Linked DNA regions of Sus scrofa: regions 1, 3, 4, 5 and 6 are each linked to region 2. A link is a contact called in public targeted proximity ligation data. All regions are on one chromosome and are shown on one strand. The core of a region is the stretch at or near the end of the contact, and the rest is flanking DNA. Distances in the headings are between cores, read along the strand shown. Region 1 overlaps CPQ (carboxypeptidase Q). Region 2 has its middle 60 kb from the start of MTDH. Region 3 overlaps CPQ (carboxypeptidase Q). Region 4 overlaps CPQ (carboxypeptidase Q). Region 5 overlaps CPQ (carboxypeptidase Q). Region 6 overlaps CPQ (carboxypeptidase Q).

What was found.
Region 1: a contact with region 2 is called in a targeted proximity ligation map of alveolar macrophages. A contact is called at or near these places in 1 of 47 Hi-C or Micro-C datasets (embryonic fibroblasts) and 1 of 2 datasets of targeted methods (alveolar macrophages).
Region 3: a targeted proximity ligation map of alveolar macrophages shows a contact between it and region 2. A contact is called at or near these places in 2 of 47 Hi-C or Micro-C datasets (brain and skeletal muscle) and 1 of 2 datasets of targeted methods (alveolar macrophages).
Region 4: a contact with region 2 is called in a targeted proximity ligation map of alveolar macrophages. A contact is called at or near these places in 1 of 47 Hi-C or Micro-C datasets (embryonic fibroblasts) and 1 of 2 datasets of targeted methods (alveolar macrophages).
Region 5: a targeted proximity ligation map of alveolar macrophages shows a contact between it and region 2. A contact is called at or near these places in 1 of 47 Hi-C or Micro-C datasets (embryonic fibroblasts) and 1 of 2 datasets of targeted methods (alveolar macrophages).
Region 6: a contact with region 2 is called in a targeted proximity ligation map of alveolar macrophages. A contact is called at or near these places in 1 of 47 Hi-C or Micro-C datasets (brain) and 1 of 2 datasets of targeted methods (alveolar macrophages).

Annotation. Positions count from the first base shown.
Region 1 is chr4:39,608,363-39,611,077 of Sscrofa11.1, reverse strand. The region is part of intron 5 of CPQ (carboxypeptidase Q); the gene reads left to right. Among named protein-coding and RNA genes, the nearest start is that of CPQ, 250 kb to the left of the region's middle.
Region 2 is chr4:39,172,015-39,174,715 of Sscrofa11.1, reverse strand. No RefSeq gene overlaps it. Among named protein-coding and RNA genes, the nearest start is that of MTDH, 60 kb to the right of the region's middle.
Region 3 is chr4:39,540,750-39,543,462 of Sscrofa11.1, reverse strand. The region is part of intron 7 of CPQ (carboxypeptidase Q); the gene reads left to right. Among named protein-coding and RNA genes, the nearest start is that of TSPYL5, 180 kb to the right of the region's middle.
Region 4 is chr4:39,638,244-39,640,943 of Sscrofa11.1, reverse strand. The region is part of intron 4 of CPQ (carboxypeptidase Q); the gene reads left to right. Among named protein-coding and RNA genes, the nearest start is that of CPQ, 220 kb to the left of the region's middle.
Region 5 is chr4:39,660,705-39,663,462 of Sscrofa11.1, reverse strand. All of the region lies in intron 3 of CPQ (carboxypeptidase Q), which reads left to right. Among named protein-coding and RNA genes, the nearest start is that of CPQ, 190 kb to the left of the region's middle.
Region 6 is chr4:39,523,001-39,525,700 of Sscrofa11.1, reverse strand. The region is part of intron 7 of CPQ (carboxypeptidase Q); the gene reads left to right. Among named protein-coding and RNA genes, the nearest start is that of TSPYL5, 160 kb to the right of the region's middle.

The DNA of each region.
Region 1 (2,715 bases), core at 43-2,542, 440 kb before region 2:
CTTTCATATGTCAGAAAACAGTCTCAAAATAAGAGAGAGTCTTGATCGGGGTGGTCCAGTTGACAAGGCACAGACAATGGGTTCATATCCAGCCTCTAGCACTTAGCAGCTCTGCGACCCAGTGCAAGGCAGTTACGTTCTTTGAGCCTTTGTTTCTTAGCTGTAACTTGAGGCTATCAGCCTCAGGGATTATAATACTCCCAGGTACCATAGCACTGCTGTGAAAATTAAGTGAGATAATGTCTGGCAAGAACTTAGCACGGTGTCTGGCACTGTGGTTAATACCCGGTAAATCCTGCTCTCCTCTCTCCGCCAGCCTCACCCCCTGCACAGCTGACCAGCTGTCTCTAACACAGCAGCAGTGGAGCTGTAAATACTTTTCACTAGGATGGAGTCACTCTCCACCAGTCCCCTCCTCGATCAGCTTTCTGCCCTCCCTCCAGATCTCCCTGAATGCAACTGTGACTCTCCTTCTGCTATAATCTCCCTCTGTAGAAACAGTGAAACTTTGATGCTTAAAAAAAAACAACACTTTTTTTCTGAATACTTAGAGCCCTTATACTGTGCTTGTGAGTTTTTGTTTTCCAATAGGACTTAGTGTTGACAACAAAAATAAATATATTTACACTTAGAGCTTATTTTTCACAATAACCTTGACAGTCGTATTTTCTGTATTTGAGAAGCCTTCTGATTTTTATGTGCAGGAGATACATTTTTTCAATGTGTCTGACTGGGTGCTAGGCTTATGGTTTTTTAGATGTCATTTGAATATTTCTGGAGCTCAGGTCCCCCAAATGCAAGTGAGTCTTCAGCAACCCATGAGCAAGATAAGGTATTCTCTTTCTCTGTCTCCTCCTGGTTATTTTAAGTTGGTGATGATTCTTGGACCCAAGACTTTTGCCATTTCTGTTGCCATAAATCTGGATATCAAGTGTTGTTCAGCTCCTGAAGTCCTAGGGCTTGACTGCTTATTTCCATCAGCCTAGGAAATGTCTTTCTTCGCATTGGTCCTGATTCTCACCCCTACTGACCAAACACATTTCTCCAACTGTCTATGGGCCATGTTCTTGCTGCTCTGTCTCTTCAAATTGGACAGATTTAGATGGAATTTGAAGGTGCTAATGTGGACTCCTGAGTAACGGGACAAATACAGTAGCTTTGTTAGCGAATATTCTCTAATGGGACAGTTTTACCTTAAAAAAGAGGGAAGAAGGCAGAGGTTGCACAGGACTGGTCAGATCTTTCCATGAAGCTCATCGCTTGGGAGGACAGTAGCCAGATGTGGTTAAGAGCTTGGATTGGGCATGAGACACAGCCCTGAATTAGAGTCCTAGCTCAGCCACTTACCAGTGGTGTACTCTTAGGCAAGTCACAATTTCTGTATCTTTCAGTTTCATTATTTGTAAAAGAGGAAGGCACTATTACTTGCTTTGCAGAATTAAATAATGTCATGTTTCTGAAATCATATGATAGAGTGTCTGGAAACATCTCAGCCCAGTGTCAGGTACAGCGTGGAGCACCCCTAAATCTTGGTTGCCTTGGTCCCCCATCTTGTTGACCATCTCTGAAATCACACTGGTGATGCTGTCCTGGCTTTTACTACTGCCTCATTGCTCTCCTCCAATTTTTTACCTTTCTGCCCTACCTCCCAGTTCTACCCTTGAACCTGCTTCAAGTCTCTCTCTGGTGTAACCTCAATTTCCATCCAGAACAATGATAACTTAATTTCTAAAAAATCAGTTTTATTTAGACAAATTCAAAGTGTATACCACAATGATAGATGGTAATGGCAATGACGATAAGAATAATGTGGGAATTTCTTACTCGCTTTCTCTTCTAGAGTGTAAGTTTCAAAGAGCATGACTGTCTTCATCAGCCTAAATCTCCACCCCCCGCCGCCACCAGAGTAGTTGTTGAACGAAAGAGTCTTATATTTCAAATAGCTTTGACTATGCCATTTACTCTTCTTGATTTCTGCACAGTTAGTCCAAATGAATATTCTTGGATTTGTATGTTCCCTTCTCCTATTATAAAATGTTAGTTTCTTTTTTTAGTGGAATTCTTAAGTGCATGCTTATACATCCAAAGATGGGCCATGATGGTGTGTTTTAACAAGCATTAAATGTGCACATTAAATATAAATAAGTTAGAATAGGACAGGAAACAGTGTTCTTAAAAATTGTTAGTGTCTACACAGGGAAAAGGAACTCTTTTAGGTTGATTTTAAGGTTTGAGGACAGGGGGTCCTGGGAAAGTTCCGAGAATGGAGGCATCACATTCCTTCCCACACTAAGCACATAACTCTGCGTGGGTTTGGTTTCATTTCAGAAGGGAAGTATTCACAGACTCTGAACTTGGCCTGTAAGATTGGCCCTTAGAGGGCAGCAGTTAAACTTGGGGAGTCTCTCTAAGACGACAGTCCCCTAAAGTCTAAAGTAAATTTTTACAAGTGCCTATAAATACTTTACCAGACCATAAAAATTTCTCCCTTGCCCTAATGGCTTTTGTACCTAAGACATGACATAATGACCTGGAAAAGCAAGAGGCCCCTATGGTCAGATATCCACTACCCATAAGGTCAGCTGAATTATGAAGCATCGATTTCAGGTTAAACACCCTACATTTTCTCTAAGTTGTTTTTTATTTTTTTTATTTTGTTTTGTTTGTTCGTTTGTTTGTTTTTATCTGAAGAGTACAGATGTGTTCACACTTTCC
Region 2 (2,701 bases), core at 181-2,680:
TGAGAAAATTCTACCAGATGGCATTAGAAATGGCCTTCCCTCTTTGCTTCTTCTTTCTTTCCTTCCTTCCTTCTTTATACAAAGATTTATATTTACCATGGGATCACCCTGTGTCACACTATGGAAAGCAGAAAGATGAAGTGAGATTCTCACATTCAAAAGATTTAGACCTACGTAGGAGGAAGATTCTCCTGTACATACAAATCATAATAAGATCATGGTAATGGCCATGAGAGTCGTAAACACAGTGACCCCCAAAATACAGAGAAAATAAATCAATTCCTGCTGGGGAGAATCAAGCAAGATATTTGAGCTTGACCTCGAAGACAATCTTGGATGTGGATTTTCAGAAACTAGAAAAAGAGTCTCCAATTGAGCGGGGTGAGCAAAGACACAGAGACAAGAAAACACAGCATGTTCATACATTTCTCTCTCTCTCTCTCTCTCTCTCTCTCTCTCTCTCTCTCTCTCTTTCTCTCTCTTTTTTTTTTTTTTTTTTTGGTCTTTTTAGGGCCACACACGTAGCACGTGGATGTTCCCAGGCTAGGGACTGAATCAGAGCTGTAGCCACAACCTGCACCATGGGCCAGATCTGAGACCTACACCACAGCTCACAGCAATGAAATGCTGGATCCCTAATCCACTGAGCAAGGCCAGGGACTGAACCTGCGTCCTCATGGATACTAGTTAGATTCATTTCCTCTGAGCCACGACAGGAACTCCAGGTTCATACATTTCTCAGTATGTCAAAGACCCTCCTATGTCACTGCTCCAGATACATTTCAGAAGGATTAATGGAAAGGAGATACCAAGAAAAAGCACCAAAAATCAAATGAACAGTGATCATCTCTGGGAGGTGAATATTTCCATTGTGTTTTTATATTTTTTTCTACTTGTCTTCGATGCTTATACATTATTTTCAATGTGGAATTTTTTTTTTTTTTTTTTTGTCTCTTTGCCATTTCTTGGGCTGCTCCCGCAGCATATGGAGGTTCCAGCCTAGGGGTCTAATCGAAGCTGTAGCTATCAGCCTACATCACAGCCACAGCAACTCGGGATCCAAGCCCAGTCTGCAACCTACACCACAGCTCACAGCAACACCGGATCCTTAACCCACTGAGCAAGGCCAGGGATCGAACCCGCAACCTCATGGTTCCTAGTCAGATTCATTAACCACTGAACCACGACGAGAACTCCAAGAAAGATTTTCAAATCACCTCAACATAGTTGTCTCCATAAAAGAGGAGAAATCAAATCTTCCCTGATATAGAATTATAGCAGCACAAGACAACTTCAATCACGTCACTTATGACGTGGAGGGAGAAAATGACCAGGAGAGGTAGTTTATCAATCTGTGGGTTCCTGCAGGTCCTGGCATTGCCTACGTGGGCGTACTTGACCGCCGAGGGAACTGTGTTTTCCTTTAGGTAAGCAATGCCTGCCCTCTGCTGGTGATTCAAAAGTTAGCTAACGAGAGCCCAGGTTTTTCTTACCCTGTCTTCCTAAAACAAAGTGATGAAAAGACAAGAAATATGAACTCATCATTCTGATGGCAAAGCCATATGTTTCATTATTTTGCTGAGTCTTGAATTACTTTACGTATAGGGGAGAAAAGTCTGTTGGTTCACTTTTCTTCTTGTGCCAATACAACCACTCTTCGGGCTGGAACTTTGAAACACCCTGTCCCCAAGTCAGAGGGATTTGCTCAGTTGGCAGGAAGGAGGGTATTCAGTTTGTAGGGTGTAAGGGAGCCCAGTGTCTGCAGGGGGTTAGGGGGTTTGCACAAAGTGACGAGGAGAAGCTCTGATAGGAGTTCCCATCATGGCGCAGTGGTTACCGAATCCAACTAGGAACCATGAGGTTGCAGGTTCAATCCCTGGCCTTGCTCAGTGGGCTAAGGATCTGGCGTTGCCATGAGCTGTGGTGTAGGTTGCAGATGCAGCTCAGATCCTGCGTTGCTATGGCTGTGGTGTAGGCCGGCGGCTACAGCTCCGATTCGACCCCTAGCCTGGGAACCTCCATATGCCACAGGAAGCGGCCCTAGAAAAGCCAAAAAGACAAAAAAAAGAAAAAAAAAGAAGCTCTGATACCAAAGGGGATCAGATGCTCTCCTAACTCAAGAAGTTTGATTCAGGCTTTTTCTGCTTTAAGCTTAAATGGGTGATTTAAGCTTTAAACCACCATTTCTCAACCTCAGCACCACTGACGTTCAGGGCTGGCTGGTTCTTGGTCACAGGGCTGTCCTGTGCTTTGCAGTGTGTGGAGCAGCGTCCCTCACCTCTTATTAGATGCCAGAAACCCTCCTGGCAAGTGGTGACAACCGAAAACTCCTCCAGACATTGCCAAGGACGCAGGTTCGATCCCCGGCCTAACACAGTAGGTGAAAGGATCTGGCATTGCCACAGCTGCAGGCGCAGTTTGAAGCTGCAGCTCAAGTCTGATCCCTGGCCTGGGGAAGCCAAAAAGCAGGGGGTCAGGTCTGATCCCTCGCCTGGGGCGGCCAAAAAGCAGCGGGGGTGGGGTGTGGGGGGGTAGGATGTGTTTACTTTAAACCAGAGCTTGATAGCACATTGCCACCAACTGCAACTTCTCAACCTTCAAAGGAATCCTCACCTCCTTGCCTTGGTTCTCTACTCCCATTTATTCACTCGAAAGCATTTGCTGAACCTGCATTATGTGCCAAATGCTAGTGCCAGGTGAT
Region 3 (2,713 bases), core at 158-2,657, 370 kb before region 2:
GGACCCTGTGGATGAAGTTTTGGCAACACTGAGCAGCTTATCACCCTGACTCCGTTTTCTCCAGTATGTGAGTGGAGATAATTATCCTTGCCTTCTATCCCCCAATGCTGATGTTCTGACAAATGTTGAGGCACAACTTGTGAAAATAAACTAATTTCTCTGAGGTAGTGTCGTTACCTAAGTAACAGATTTCCAGAAACCAAACACCCGTAGAAAATGAAGCATTGCCCTTGTGTTTTAGAATAACTTCCCTCAGTTTGGGATGATGGTTTGTAAACCTGTTTCCTCAGAGACACTGCCTCTAACTTCCACGTTTACTGTCATCCTGTCTCAATTCATTTCTCTAACGATATTGAGATGCCAGATTGCCTGTCTACACCACCCTTGAACTGGTGCCCTTGGAACTCTTACTTTCCCACGCTCAGAACCCAGGAGGTCAACCGTACTCGACTCGCCAACAATAGCAAACAGCCGCTGAGCCAGCCTAAAATGAGATATGGGATTAAAAGTCAGGTTAAACCACAAAGCCTCCCCACTCATGAGTCAGTGTGTGGGTGCCTCAATACAAGACTACATGCAAGAGAGAAAGACTGAGTGAGGGGAAGTTCTCAATGCTTCTTTGTTTGTTTGTTTTCCTTTTTTTTTTTTTTTTTTTTGTCTTTTTAGGCAAAACCTCGGCATATGGAGGTTTCCAGGTTATGGGTCGAATAGGAGCTATAGCTGCCAGCTGACACCACAGCCACAGCAATGCAGGATCCAAGCTGTGTCTGTGACCTACCCCACAGCTCACAGCAACACCAGATACTTAATCCACTGATCAAAGTCAGGAATTGAACCCGCAACCTCATGGATACTGGTCAGGTTCGTTAACCGCTGAGCCATGACGGGAACTCCTCAATGCTTCTTTGGAATCGGAATGTTTAAAGGAAGCATCCTTGCCCACCCTCACCAGGGAAACCTCCCTCTTGTTTTAGCCACATCACCCTTTCTGGTCACTTCACAGCTGCAAGAGTCACTTCTTGCAGCTTTGTCAACGGCCAGGGGAATGCCTGTGGTGGAGCAAGGCAGGTTTATCACTCTTATAACTCCTTGCAGTGAGGCAGGACGCATCCCATGAGGACCCAGGAGGCATCTCAATCAAAGGATGTCAAAAAGGACTTGGAAGATTTGGGTTTTGGTTAGGGCAGGGTTTGGATGGGTCCAGGGAAGCAAGGCTTTACTCTAGCTTGGTCGCTCTCTGGAAGGGGGATAATTTAATGACTGGGCATCTTAAATCTCCTGTCTATGGAGGGCAAACTCAATGGAGACTGATGTTGTAATGCGTGAAAGAAGCAGCCGTCACTCATATGACGCCAAAAAGGGGATGTTTAGTATTTTGTGGTTTGCACAGTGACTTTGTTTTAGTCTGGGCAAAACTATGAAATGGCCTGTTTTGGCTTGCTTCATCAGTCACAGAATGCCCTTATCTGATGCTGGTGTCCCATGAGATTCGTTACCCGTCCAGCTGGAGCACAAGATGGTCTGGCATCTTCGACCACCCTGCCGTCTACCTGTAGGTGTCACACAAGTTCCCAGATGTCAACGGCTGCTTTCTCCGTTTCCAGTTCAAATGTCTTTGTTGGGTAAAATCAGTTTTAGAGCAGTATGATTTTTGTTGTTGTGAACATTTCTCAGCGTAGGTGCTTTACACTCAGTGCTCTCCTGACACTTGGGAAATGGATGGAGAATTATTAAGCTTTGCCATTGTGTGTGATGTGATCAGTTTATCTGATCTCAAGTTATATGTCCCTAACATTTAAGAACCTACGCATTAGGGACATCTAGGGATTTAGGAACAGTAGGAAGAGTGAGGAAAGATCCCTCCCCAAGAAACTATAGGTTAGTAGGAAATTATAAGGAGGAGCAAGAGGATATAAAATTATGGCCAAAGTCTACTCAAGGGTGGAATAGATGGTTGACAGAGGGACATAAAATATCAGACCTATCTGAACTCCTTGCAGCCAGATAAGCTGCAAGAACCCTTAGAATCAATAACCAACAAGGCACATGATTCCTACCATTTTATAATTTCTTTGTTCATTTATACACACACATATGTATACCACCTGGCACTGACTCATGATACTGAAATCATGGGCTGCTAAAATTATGAGAAAAGGCAGCTCATGTTCCAGGAGGTTTTCTTAACTGAGGAGAAAGTAAGCAGGATGAAAACTCAGTAGAAAACTGTGCGACATTTAGTTCTAACCCCCATTACCTTTGAAATCTGTCTGAAATCTCTTGTCAACTGCGGTTATCCTCAGGACCTTAAGGTGTGACGCCTATGAAATGTTCATTTTCACATAGACATAGAATAGTGTGGGAGGGGTGCTCTTCTTTTCCAACAGGAACTTCTGCAGAAACACTCAGTAGAGAGGGACCTTCCTCAAGGGGTGCAGGGAGGGCCCCTGCGCTGCCACTGAGCGGCTTAGATAACCACGGAGACTGAACTCTCACTTGATACTTGGTACCCTGGCCACAGACAGTGGCCCCTCTTCTTTTCCAGATTCTTTGTAAGGACTAAGCCTACTGAGAGGTTAAACCACCCATCAGAATATGAAATCTCTAAGGGAACCCATTTGCCTGGTGATTTCTTTGCTTCTACTTTAAAGCCTGTTCAGATCCAATACTTGGAGGCTCCCCAACACCATAAGGTGTGAGGCTTCATGAACAG
Region 4 (2,700 bases), core at 39-2,538, 470 kb before region 2:
GTGGCTATCTGTTCTCTCTGTCATAACTTCATTCCAGAATGAAGTGGGCCCTAGAGATGAAGCAGGCAGGTACCATTTTCCTCTTCCTAGGACACAGATATTTATTTGAAAGTTAATTTTATTTTAATGGGTTCCCACCAGCTTGACTGCAGGCAGAGTGGTAGTGTAAAAGGAGAGCTGGACCCATCTCAGTGGGATTTTTAGGTCATTCTATGCCACAAATTACTTTTTTGGCCCCTGGAAGGTCATTTGAACTCCCTGGACTTTGTTTTCTCCATTTCTGTTCAACTGCTAGCTTCCAGAGTATTTTATCCACTCTAGATTGGAATAAAAATTGTGCCTCTCTAGGCTTGGAATCTTACTTCTTTAGTACTCAGCATGGGACCCTAAATCACTGTTAATTGAGTTGAATTCAATTGCATGAGTAAATGTCAAACAGCATGCAAAGGTGAATTGAGTATCTTTTTCCAGCTCTGAAAGTACATTGACTTCAGTTGCTTTTGATAGCTAGTAATCTGTCTCCATCAATTCAGGGCTTAACTCTCCGATAGCGTTCTGAAAAGCTATATAAACATGAATAAAACTCTAAAATAAAGAGGAATATTTCTTTTGAGTAGGTGTTAAGAGGCAGCATGGCATACTGTAAAAAAAAAAAAAAGCAAAACAAAACCTCTGAAACCAGACTGTCTGGGTTCAAATCCCAGCTCTGCAATTTAGTAGCAGGTGGTCTTAAGCAGGTTACTTTGCCTTTTTGTGGCTGTTTTCTCATCTGTGAATTGGAGGTAATAATAGTTCCTATCTCATAATGTTGATTTGAAAATTAAATAATCAATTCCCTTAATAATTAAAACAGTGCCTAACCCAATCCTAATACTCCATAAATTTTAACTTTTGTCATTTACTAAGCATGACTCTGACAGTACCATATTTTTTATGTAGGAGAGGATTATATGTATTATATATGTATGTATATATATGAAATGTGTGTATATAATATATATTATATATATAATACATCTATATTTTTAACTCCCACCCACTTAGTGATTGCTTTGCCTTCTAACTCAATGTATTAGTTGTACTGATATAACTCCAGGGCCAGCTGCTATGATATCCCTATATATCCTTTCCCTTTATTATTTAAGTCACCACCCCTTGTATGATGGAAATCCACTGACCTCCTTCACTTGTTTTCCACTTTCATACTAAATTTGTAAGAGTCTGAATTTCTCCTGGTCACTTCCTGCTTCCACTTCCTACTCGCTAAGTGCACACTTCCTGCTTCCACTTCCTACTTACGCTGAATGCACAGAACCCACGAGATACCTCATATCCTGCGATTGCACTCACTAAGTCTTACTCTTTAATTTTAAAATTAGAATTAGATTGTCAAGTTCTTTTTGTAGATTGTCCATGTGTTTTAATATGAAAAACTAGATCTGACATAGACATATGCATTCTAGATGAAACTTCTGACATACTTGAGTAAGAAATAGGACTTTGGGCTAGAGGCCACAAAATGGGTTCATAATTATATTACTTAATTACATTGAGCCCAAACTATTTGGTTGGTGACATATGAACTCTCTATGGCAATCTATTTTTCCAAGAAAAGTGAGACTCCTTTTGGCTGCTGTTCCTTGGACAATATGTCATGCAGAATGCATGTCAAAGTCCCTCAGTGGGGCTTGTTAATTTGAAGTGTTGGTCCAGTGGGACTTTCTGATATTTAGGAATATTGTTCTAAGAGTCATCCTTCACGTCTCTTCCCCTTTGTTCACTTCTTTCACTACTCATTGTAGATTCACTCTTTTGCCCAAGCCATCAGCTAAAACCATATTCAGTTAATCTAACAGAAGAGGTATCTGTGCTTTGCAAATAAAATCAGTCATTCCTAAGTAACTGTCAACAGAAGGCTATTTGCTGTGAAATGCTGTTGAATGCTTTTTTGTGTTTGTGGTTTACTGGACATGAAACTGTTTATTTGAAATGTCATTTCATGGAATGTTCTGGTGTCAGTGGACAAAGCCTATGGCCAAAGATGTTATGCTTCAAAATGTGCATTTGGCACATAAATAATAAACCACCATCCATCCCAAAATTCTTCCAACTTTACCATTTTCTGTGAAGTTGGAATTTTAAGTTTTCAAGCCTACACAAGGGGCAAAAATTAGAATTAGCAGTACTACATGGTCGTTGCAATGTGAGATATATGTGAAACATCTTTTTAGAGAAGCATTAAATATAAGCATCTTGACTGTAATTTTTATAAAGCTTGAAAATCTACGTGTTAGAAAAATATTTTATTTATATATTTCTTCACTTGTTCACTCAACAAATATTAACTGTGTACTGATTGCATGTCAAGTGTGCCAGGTACTTTGTAACAAAGAGGAAGGAGACATAGTCCTTGAAGTCTTTGAAGTGGGAGAGATGTTTAATTCAAAAATTGCAGTGAAATTGTTATCAGCTCTTTAATTGAAGTGTGTGCAGATTACTTTGGGCAGCTCATGAAGGAAGGGAGCGGTGAGGCTTGGCTGAGTCAGGGCACCTTCGTGAAGGTGATCTTTGAGCTTTCTTTTATAAAGATAAATAGAAATCCTTGATGGAAAGGGGGCGCAGTGAAGAATTCCCAGCAGAGTATAGCGCTTCCTGTCTTGCACGTCATTAAAAATGAGGAGGAAACAGTTGACAGAAACA
Region 5 (2,758 bases), core at 18-2,517, 490 kb before region 2:
CACCCTCTTGCTCGCTTTCATACAGTTAGTCTGGCTTAGATTCTCCTATCTCCAGTGAAGTGAATTTTAAATTCTGAACTTTAAATTCTGTCTCCGTATAGGAACAGAGTGCCCAGCAATCATGGCTGGCTTCCTCATCTGGCGCCCTGCAGCCCTGGCTTCAGATCTACTCATTGCCTTGTGATTCTAATCCATTTCTAGTCCACAGGGATGTTTATCTGGTTTTTTGGAGCCAAATTACAACCTTTTGGTTCTCCCTGTTTATATTTCATCTCTAATTGCCACATGTTTGGAACAGAGGAGGCTCATGAAGATGTGAATTTGCTGTGCCATGTTAAAGTCTCATGATTTACTTTGAGATGTGATTTTATTTCTGGTCCTAATTTCTTACCTATAGCTCTCTATGGTTCTGACCTTCAAAGAGTTCAGAAGGTTAATCTTTTTTTAATGTGTTGGTTGTTTATACTCATCATTTGAGAGAAAGGGAGTTACATCATATTTAGTAGAGAATAAACATGCGGAGGTTCCTGGGTCAGAGACTGAACCCGAGCCAAAGCACCAACCCGAGCCACAGCAATGAAAACACCAAATCTTTAACCACTAGACCACCAGGGAACTCTGAGAGTAAATGTCTTTCATGGGTTTATGTGACTAAATTGTAAAAGTCAAAGGAATTAATTGGAAATTTGTTTTTATTGTGTTATGATCACAAAAATGAATATCTTAAGGAACTGAACTAGCTTGATTCTGAGTCAAGTTTTGTTACTAAATAAAAACAAATCAACTGTAGATTTGTTGATTCTCTACCATATTTCAAGTCTTGGGAGAACACATGTGAAGGAAGTAAATGCCACTAAGAGAGGTAGTTGTGGGGCCTCAAGGCCTCTTCAAGGAGATGAAATTCAAAGCCTCTGACCAAGCATTGTAATGTCCCTTCCCCAACCTTGGCAACCTGGCCTCCTCTTCTTGCCCCCTACTAGGAAAAGTATGTGGCCCACTCCTCAGTCCTCCCCTATAGGGGCAATGTACACCCCCAACTAACCAGCAAGTGGATAGGAAGAGCCTATCTTTTCCCAGCCAATCAGGAGGTCAGCAGATGTATCATAAGACCTCTCGTCTCTCCTGGGCTATAAAAACAGACAGGACCACATGCCCTGGGTCTGCTCTCCCTTCCCATCAGAAAGTCATCCTCCTGCACAAGCAGCATCTCTTAGCTCAAGAAACTCTTCTTTCTCTTCACCCTGCTTTGGGTGAAGAAATTCTTCTTCTGATTCATGTGCACAGACCACAACAATAGTGTGTTTCTCAGCCCAGGGATGGGGATGGAAGGCAGGCTTCTGTCCTCTCCCCATTAGAAGTACAATGAGTCAGGAATGGGAAACTTTAAAAAAATTTTTTTATCATACTTAATTTATAATGTTCTGCCAATTTCTGCTGTACAACAAAGTGACCTAACTATATATTTTATGTGTATACACACACACACACACACACACACACACACATTCTTTTTCTCACTATCCTCCATCATATTCTATCACAAGTGGCTTAGTTCCCTGTGCTATACAGCAGGATCTCATTTTTATCCACTCCAATTCAATATTTGGCGTTTATTAAGCCCAAACTCCCTGTCCATCCAACTCCCTCCCCCTCTCTCTCCCCCTTGGCAACCACAAGTCTGTTCTCAAAGTCTATGAGTTTGTTTCCTTTCTGAAGATAAGTTCATTTGTGCCATGTATTAGATTCCAGATATGTGATATTATATGGTATATTTCTTTCTCTTTCTGACTTACTTCACTTAGTATGAGAGTCTCTGGTTCCATCCATGTTGCTGCAAATGGCATTTTGTTTTTTATGGCTAAGTAGTATTCCATTGTGTATATATACCACATCTTCTTAATCCATTCATCCATTGATGGACATTTAGGTTGTTTCCATGTCTTGGCTACTGTGAATAGTGCTGCTAGAACATAGGGGTGCATGTATCTTTTTCAGTGAAAGTTTTATCTGGGTATATGCCCAGGAGTGGGATTGCTGGATCATATGGTAGTTCTATATTTAGTTTTCTGAGGTACCTCCATACTGTGTTCCACACTAGTTGTACCAATTTACATTCCCACCAGCAGTCATGGAGCGTACCCTTTTCTCCACACCCTCTCCAGCACTTTTTATTTGTTGATTTGTTAATGATGGCCATTTTGACCTGTGTGAGGTGGTACCTCATAGTAGTTTTGATTTGCATTTCTCTAATAATTAGTGATGTTGAGCATTTTTTCATGTGTCATGTGTCTGTTGGCCATCAGTATGCCTTCTTTGGAGAAATGTCTATTCAGGTCTTTTGCCCATTTTTCAATTGGGTTGTTGGTTTTTTTTGTTGTTGAGTTGTGTAAGTTGTTTGTATATTTCAGAGATTAAGCCCTTGTCTGTGCATCATTTGAAAGTATTTTATCTCATACCGTAGGTTGTCTTTTTGTGTTTTTTTATGGTTTCCTTTGCTGTGCAAAAGTGTGTAAGTTTGAGTAGGTCCCATTTGTTTATTTTTGTTTTTATTTCTGTTGCCTTGGGAGATTGACCTAAGGAAGCATTTGTATGGGGGATGATGTCAGAGAATGTTTTGTCTATGTTCTCCTCTAGGAGTTTTATGGTGTCTTGTCTTATGTTTAAGTCTTTAAGCCATATTGAGTTTATTTTTGTGTATGGTGTGAGGGTGTGTTTTATTTTCACTGATTTACATGCAGCTGTCCAGTTTTGCCTGCAC
Region 6 (2,700 bases), core at 106-2,605, 350 kb before region 2:
ATGGAATAAGTGCAGGGAGTTGTGTCATATTTATTTAGCAACGCATCCTGTTTTTGAGGCTCATCCGTGTTGCATTTATCATTAGTTCATTCTTTCTTATTGCTGAGCATTTTGTGTCCACAATTTGTTTATCCATTTTCCTGTTAATGACACGTTTTGCTTTTTTTTTCAGCTTTGTTTGTATTTATGCATAAAGCTCTGCACATTCTTATGAAGATATTTTTGGTAGATATACGTTTTTTCCCTCCTTGGGAGTGGAACTGGCTGGGTTGTAGGAGAGAGGTATGTTTAACTTTGTAAGAAACTGCCAAACTGCTTTCCTAAGTGGTTTGACCCCGTCCCGTTCTTCAAGGTTCCCGCCAGCAATGGATGAGCGTTCCAGTTGCTCCACATCCATTTCTTACTCCCGGGTCCTTGTTCACCTTTTGCTTTGACACGTGGCTCTGAGTTATTAGAGCATCTCGCTCCTCTCCCCTTGAGCTTCTTCAGGTCTGCAGCTGTGCCTCATGTCTTTGCCCACCCCAGTCCACTTCCTAGAGCTGGCTCTCTCGAATGCTGTACAAAACAGAATAAGATGGAACCACATGCAGGAGGCAGAGACTCTGGGCCTTCTGTATAGACAGCAGCCGAGCGGCCCAACAAAATCAATCTGGTCTGACTCTCCCGGCAGTGTGTTACCGAACTGCAGCTTGAGCACAGGGCTCCTGTGGCCATTTGTTACCGTCTTCGGGAAAGGCTTTTTATCAGATTCATAGCAGCAAGTGATACAAATTATTGGACTTCTTTTCCAACATAAAAAATAGCTAGTTGCAGCCTTTTGAAGCTGGGTAAGTGAGCCATTGATCTTACCTGTAGAACACTGCAGGGTCTTTTTGTCCTGTCTTAACTTCCAATATTCTACAATGGGAGCTGGCCTCTCCAGGCAAGCTGCTCTGATCGCTATTCCCTGAGCATACTGTGTTCATATCCTCTTCCATGCCTTTTTCCCAAAGTATTGGGAGAAATTCTCATGAGGAAAGCTCTCTCTTTTTCCCCCCTAGAAGCTAAGGCTTCAAGGCCCTGGCACAAGTGCCAGGGTCTCCATGAAGCTTTCTTTCCCCGCTGCTTCATCCTTCCGTAACTATTCTCTCCTGTGAATTATTATAGCCTCCCCAGGGGAGGGTGATAGCCCCCATCTCAGTTCCCCTACGTGACAAGGACACCCCAGATGTCTGCAGCCATGATTCAGAGGGCCAGCGGCTCAGCAGAACCTCTTTTTTTTTTGACATCGCTTGCTCAAAATGAGCCACTCCACTTCTCACCAGCACTGTCTGCCAGCTGCCATCATCTTGAAACGATAAATTGCTTCAGCTCCTGTTTCATCACTCGCCAGTCAGCGGAGAGCCTGAGTTATATTCAAGAGTGCAGGTTAACGCCGTCAGTCCTCTGGGTGTGGGAAGGCACTGAGTAACATGCTGCTGCCTGGTACCTGAGCTCAGGCTGCTCACTTTCCAAGGGAGACAGTGAAACAGTTGGCTTATTCTTGGCAAATATCCTGAACGAGACAAGAGGGGGGGGCCTCACAACCCTCCCTGTTCTCTTTTCTCTGTTCTCTCTTGCTCGCTCTCAAAGCAGACTGGCATCTTGTCTGGTCCATCATAGACTCTGGGCAGTTATCCCAGATAGTCCCAGAAAGACTACCCCAAAACAAGTCTTCTCTTTCCACTCCCGTTGTCTTTATTCGACTACAGAAAAATCCTGCATTTTTAGTGCTGGACAGTGTGAGCTAGAGTCCCCAGGAAGCTCACCCTCCTAGACCTCCTTATTTTGCCGTTTTGCTCATCTCTTCACCTGACTGTGCCGCTTCACTTTCTTCTTGCCTCCCAGCCCCTGCAAAGTACGCTTCCTCATTCAGAAGTATTTAACATCATTTTCATTTTTTTGATTTTTTTTCACTAAACACTCGGGTAGAAATAAAATCCAACAAAAGTCAAGATAGAAACAGTGCCTACTTGGAGTTCCCATCGTGGCTCAGTGGTTAATGAATCCGACTAGGAACCATGAGGTTTCGAGTTTGATCCCTGGCCTTGCTCGGTGGGTTAAGTATCCGGCGTTGCTGTGAGCTGTGGTGTAGGTTGCAGACGCAGCTCGGATCTCGTGTTGCTGTGGCTCTGGTGTAGGCCGGCGGCTACAGCTCCGATTCGACCCCTAGTCTGGGAACTTCCACATCCTTCCATATGCCATGGGAGCAGCCCAAGAAATGGCAAAAAAGACAAAAAAAAAAAAAAAAAAGAAACAGTGCCTACTTCTGGAGCTTATATTTACTAGGAGGCATAGATACACAAAGAGACAACTATAAAAAAAGTGTCCTGACTGCCTTCTTATTAAAAGTGCAGGGCACTGTAGGGACACAGGAAAGGAGCACTGAGTCTGGCCTCAGAGGATCTGGGAAAGCTTCCAAGAAGAGGTGACATTTAAGTCAGCAAAGTTACCCAGAAGTCCGCTGAAAGATCTGACTGTGGGAATGGGGGCTTCACATACCAAGAGCCATATGTAGGGACACACAGGGTTACGGCCATTATACAGCAGCTCCGCAGCCACTGTGTATCAGCTCCAACAGCTCTACCACCCTGCAAGCAAGCAAGCAAGCACTCAGGGAGTTGGAGAACTCAGGTTTATTACGCCGGCAGGCCCAGAGGAGATCTCTCTCTCTCTGGGGTC